Regions from separate parts of the Mus musculus genome. Here region 1 is linked to region 2. A link is a contact called in public promoter capture Hi-C data. All regions are on one chromosome and are shown on one strand. Each heading gives the region's core, a stretch centred on a gene start, on an enhancer-like site or on the middle of the called end of the contact. The rest is flanking DNA. Distances are from core to core; before and after follow the strand shown. Region 1 holds the start of 3830406C13Rik (RIKEN cDNA 3830406C13 gene). Region 2 holds the start of Fhitos (fragile histidine triad gene, opposite strand).

The links. Promoter capture Hi-C pulls out the DNA fragments that hold promoters and counts their contacts.
Region 1: a contact with region 2 is called in a promoter capture Hi-C map of embryonic stem cells, with 4 times the contacts expected there. The contact joins the promoter of 3830406C13Rik here to the promoter of Fhitos in region 2. A contact is called at or near these places in 2 of 39 promoter capture datasets (embryonic stem cells and liver).

The regions. Positions count from the first base shown.
Region 1 is chr14:12,282,889-12,285,875 of GRCm38.p6, forward strand. 3830406C13Rik (RIKEN cDNA 3830406C13 gene) reads left to right here and starts at 1,315. Exons shown (of 5, transcript NM_178141.3): 1 at 1,315-1,369; 2 at 2,497-2,580. The coding sequence starts at 2,528.
Region 2 is chr14:10,737,145-10,739,949 of GRCm38.p6, forward strand. It overlaps Fhitos (fragile histidine triad gene, opposite strand), which reads left to right and starts at 1,409. Exons shown (of 4, transcript NR_131139.1): 1 at 1,409-1,778. It also overlaps a transcript of Fhit not described here.

The sequences.
Region 1 (2,987 bases), core at 65-2,564, 1.5 Mb after region 2:
AGCAGTTTAACAACAGATCTGCCAAGCACAGGTTACAGTGCTTCAAAATCAGGAGAAATTTCACTCATCCAGTTAGAAAATGCACAATAGGAAACCAAAGTCAAAAATATTTTTCTTGATGCTGGAGAGAGATGGATCCAGCAGTTATGAGTTCTGGCTGTTCTTACAGAGGACAAGAGTTCTCATCACAACAATCAAATAAAGAGTCTCAAGGGGATCTAAATCTCTATTCTGCCCTTTGAGGACACCTATATACATTGTAGCATACCATCCCAACACACACACACACACACACTCACACACAAACACATACCAAAATTTAAAGGGAACTTTACAAAACACAAAATGTTCTTTTGTTGTGGAAAAAAAAAATGTGGCTGGGGAAGTGGGAAGTCCCACACTGAGAATGAAATAATACCTCTATTGAGAGAGTAGCATTATAAGATAGGAAGAGCCAAGTATCATAGTCCATGCCTTTACTCCCAGGACCAGAGGCAGAGAGGCAGAGAGGGGGAGAGGCAGAGAGGCAGAGAGGCAGAGAGGCAGAGGTATGTCCTGTGATTTAAAGGACTAGCCAGGTCTACATAGTGAGACCTTGCCCTAGAAGTAAAGAAGTGAAGATACCTAAGTGTGTAGAAAAGAGGCTTTCAAAATAAAGGACACACTGAGTTCAAAGTGTCTAAATTCGGTGCTACATTTAATGTAGGTAACCTAGGAGGAAAAACTCACTTAAATGTGTTCTGTTTACCCTTTACCAGCTGTGCAACTCTTAGTTAAGACTTTATCACTCTTCCATATCTCTATCTATAAGCAAAGAATAAACAGAACTACTCGCTCACAAAGTTATTTCAAGGAATAAAATGAAGCGTAAGGGTACACTTCTGCACATGGGAGGAGTGCTGTGGGCTAAACAACACAAGGCTGTGAACTTGCTGTGTTGATCTGTGTGCGACCTAGAGGCTGCTCTGCAGGCCTCGGATGAACAAACTTAATGACAAGTCTTTGGATAGTCCCCACAACACTCACGCCTTCCCCCCCCCCCCCCCCCACTGGAACATTCCAAAGGAGGAATATGTTACAGGGAGGAAGCCAACTGTACTCCCCGAAGACTTTATAACATATGCAGAGACCACTTTTTAAAAGCTTGAGCTATCACCACATCTTCTTCCAGGTTTCTAAGGCCCCTTTTGGGGAATCTTCCACAGTCTCATCTCCCTGAGGTGCTCGAACCCGCGCCAGAGCCAAGCCAAGCCAAGTAGCTGGGACTCTGACTGACGTCAGGAGCGTAAAGTACGCAAACATGGCTGCCTGACCACGCCCAGGTCTTGCGCAGGCGTCGTCCATGGCGCGTTCCCGGAAGAGCTCAGAGGTGGGCGCAGTGTGGTCACAGCCCGTAGCCCCTGAGGCAAGGGGGGGATGAGGAGGAAGCTAATGAGGGGAGCCAGGTGACCAGAAAGGTTTTCCAGAGTTTTCTGGGACGAAAGGCGGGACTTGGGGTGGCCGTTGGGCGCTTCCTCGCTTCAAAAGGCAGAGTTTTTCTTGAACTGCTCCCGAAGGAGAGGAAGAGAGGCGGCAGGAGTGGCTTTCCAGGGGCGCCTGGACGCTGCCCTGGTCGGCTGCAAACCTCGCCGGGAGGAAGGCGAGGAAGCCGGGCGTGAGGTGGGCCCTGGGCGGAGAAGGAGCCTGCTGAAGGGCCGGGCAGGCCCCTGTGCAGTGTGCGGAGCACCCAGAGCTCGGGCGTCCGGTCGCCATCCGATCCTGAGCGAGCGGCGTTTAATTTCAGAAAGTTTAGGGAAGTCTCCTTCACGGAATGTCAGTGTTGGATGTGTCTCCCTTTGGTGGGGCACCTTTAGCTTGTGTGCTCAGCCTAGCGCGTTCAGAGCACGTCATTAGCCCACCATCTATACTTGTGCAAGTACTTTAGCCAAGGGGAGTGGTGCCTGGTGTAGTGTGCCATAGGAAGTCTCCAAACGCGAGTGCTGACTTGCTAGAACGCGGCGGGCAGACTTAATCGACTTTTTCCTAAGTTACACATGTAAAAATACTTCCCCTGTTTGGAAGGGTCATGGTAGCACTGAGCAGTCTTCCGCTAAAGGCAAGACCATGAGTTCCCAGTTGGTCCTCAGACGTGTTTGCCTTTCTGTCTATGAGTGTGTGTTGAATTTTTAGGTTTTTTTTTTTCTTTCTGTTAAAATGTCCATTAGTCTTAGTGCCGGCTGTTTGTTTGTTGAAATTCTGTTTAAGATTAGAGCTTGGGTGGAGGTAGCAGATATGAAGCGTCTTGAGTTTACCTGATCCATGGTGTTTTGAGTGAATTTGACAAATGCAAAAAAAAAAAAAAAAATTAATAAAAATGTGCTTGAGTGCATTCTTTCACATTACACATAAAATTGTCAGTTTTCTCTTTTGAGAGAATTAATGTATTGTTTCAGTACTAAAACCAAATCGCACAGTTGAACACATGGGTAAAGATAACTAAATGTTTTTATTATTTAGCAGAAAACTTATAGCCCAGCTTTGATTAAAGATGGCTTCCTTGTTTACTCAAGAAATTCACCTTTCTAAAAGACATGAAGAAATGTAAGTTTTTGAAAAAGATACTTCAAATACAGAGTGTATGTTACCTTTATTAGTGAAACATGCACAGGAAGACAAAAATGTGAAAGTATCATTTTCTGACAGGACATTTTATTGTAGATAACTTCATTGTCTCTTAAGAATGAGAGTAAACGACACAATTATGTTCTAAACATCCACATAGCTATTTATTTTTATATATTAATATCAAAATGTTCCCTTCCTTCACCCTTTCTAAAGTTCAAATTAGATTTTAATAGAAACTTTGTGGTTGTAAGGGTTCTGAGACAGGGTCTCCTGTAACCCAGACTGGTTTTGAACGTTCTTCACAACTAAAACTGTTCTTGAACCCCTGATTTTACTGCTTCTGTCTCATGAGTGCTTGGAGTAAGGATAGTTACCACCATTCT
Region 2 (2,805 bases), core at 159-2,658:
AGAAAAACCAAGAGAAATGTCAGAGTTTGAACTGGTGCCTGATGGAGGAAAACATTAAGCTTTTCTATGACAGAATGAGAATATATTTGCAATTTCCTAATGTTTTCTTGGTTTGGGTGAAGACATAAAAGACAAATGAAAACCCTGCCTGTCCTTTTGTTTTCCTTACACAGGAAAAACAAAATTATAAAATGATCTGTCTCGTTAACTATCAGGAAGATGGAAGTGAATTTAAAAGACAGTTTTTTCAATACCGGAGTGCTGTAAAGTTCTGATTTCATGACTAGTTCAATTCAATTCACATACACACATGCCCTGTATATGTGTGCTAAAGTAATTTAACAGCCACAAGCAGTGTACAGCATGCTTCCAGTAACTTCTACCATGCCTTGATTCTCTGGCAGATACAAAATCTTGATGGTTAAATTATTTCTGCATTGTCCTAAGAAACTCCCCAGTGTTAATGTGTACACACCACTCCCCTCACCCAATAAATTGCTAAAACTGCAGAGAGAATCTCAAGCAATGGTACTTGAGGCAACTGTTACTAGTTAAAGAGGAAATTCAGAGAGAGAGAGGGGGGGACCGGTTAGGATAGCTGATGGGATTCTCAAAAGGCACGGGGAGGAAGGAGCAGCCGCTGAATAACACAGGTTTTTTAAAGGTAAGTTATCCCTTAGAGCAATTACCAGAATGTGAGAGTTCCCCTCACACCTCTCAACCTTACACTCTGAAAAAGAATCTCTTCTAATGCAAGACTAAGAGAGCCAATTACTTCAGCACCAAGCCACATCCTAAATCCCTGAACTTGGCAGTTAAAGTTTTTTCCCCCCTTAGAAAATGTTCTTCTAGAAATCTTCACTAACAACTCTGACTTTCTACATTTAGACTCTGAAAAGATGAATGAGAACTAAGCAATTATATACCAAAGTAGAGAGGGTACTGAGAAGGGCCTACAGTCTTAGCTCAACCACCAAGGAGCTCTGAGATCTAGTTCATACTTAGAGTAAAAAGCAGCAAGCATAACAATGAACAAATACAGGGCTTTTGGTATGCAGAGGGTTTTCCAGCAGCTGGTTCATTCCTGCACAATAACCTTTCAGAGAGGAATCTCCACCACACCATGTGACAAAATGTGGAGCAATGGGCTATGCACAGATGGCCTGGTCTCCAGTCGAGCTGAGGTCTTGAACCCCATGGGACCCGTGGGTGGTAATTTCCATCTACATGGGATGGTAGGCATTCCCCCATATCTCCTGGACTCCTGTTGAAGTTACCACCCCCAGAACTCCTACAGGAGAAGCTGTGGCTATAGGTCACATACAGAATGCCCCTAGCTTCTGGCCTTCTGGCTAGACTCCTCCTCACAGTTACCTAGCAACAGCAAGATAACAAGACCAGTATAAGAGGGGCTGCTTGGCCCCTCTCCCCTCTCTTAAGCTTCTACTTTCTTCACTCTCTCTCCTTACTTTCTTACTCTCTAAGCTTTTACCTCTCTCTCTAAGCCTTCACCTTTCTTACTCTATAACTCTCTTTCTCTTTCCCTTCCAGCATGGGATGCCAGAGACTGAGAACCTGGTACCGGGGGCTGCCCCTTGTCCACCCCCAGCTGTGTGGGTCAGTGGCTTCACACAGCCAGATGCCCACCCAAGGCACGTGGAAAGCATCCGGCAGTCCTCCCATGTCTGCCTGCCCAAAGCACAGGAACTCTGTTCGGACTCTGGCTATCTCCCTCCCCGCTCTTCCCCTACATCTATGGCCCCACAACAGAACGGCAGGTAAGGAGCATGCTAATCAGCTTTGCCAGGCTGGAACTGAATATCTGTGTCCCCATGAAGGAGTGGCTTATGGCTTTAGAGGCCATGGTCACTTGGCTTTGTTACTCTGGGCCAGTGGCAGTACAGTGTATGTACCACAGTGAAAGTGCATGCTGAAGGATGACAAAGGACAGGCAAGAGGGAGCTTGTGTGCCCATAGCCCTTTCAAGGACCTTCTCTTAACGCCCAAACTTCTTCCAGTTAGACCTCATATCCTGAAGACTCCAGTACAGCCAAACAGAACCATGGGCTGCAGACCAAACTTAAACACATGAATCTTGGGAAGACAGTCTTGACCACAGTTGTTGAGAACAGCTTACCTACATCCACCAACTGAAGAGGTGAGATCAGGATTCCAGCATAAAAACTCCCACCCAGAACCCACCCCTTAGCAACACACTGTGTATACAAGTGTGATAAACCCTGAAGGTGCACTAGAAAGCTACTTCCAGCAACCAGGGTCTACGATTTATGAGGCACAGTAGCAAAATAGAAACATTTCAACATTGGAGCTTTTCCAGGCTCAGGTGGTAGTTTCTTCTCTAAGCCCAGGATAATACTGCAGATATTCCTTGGCTTATGGTGCATGTAGATTCTAGAAAAGTCATCACAAGTTGAAGATAGACATCCTAAGTAGAAAGTGCATTGACTATTCATCCTTAGCTTAGTGACACAGTCCCCTCATGGTCTCATGGCTCATTGGAATTATGCTTACTTCTGTGGCCTAGCTTAGAGAGAATCATGCCCACCTATCACTACCCTAGGAAAAGATCTCTGTGGAGAATTTGAAGCCTGGTTTCCATTGAATACATACTGCTTTTGTACCTTCATCATTAAAAATCACTAAGCCAACATCATCCCAAGTCGGATACCCCCTAGTTATAGAGACAGTGGTCACTAGCCCACTGTGAGAAGGCTTGCTCAATACCAGGCACTATCTAAGCATTTTCTCACATTGACTCATAAGATATTCAATACTATTCTTTGA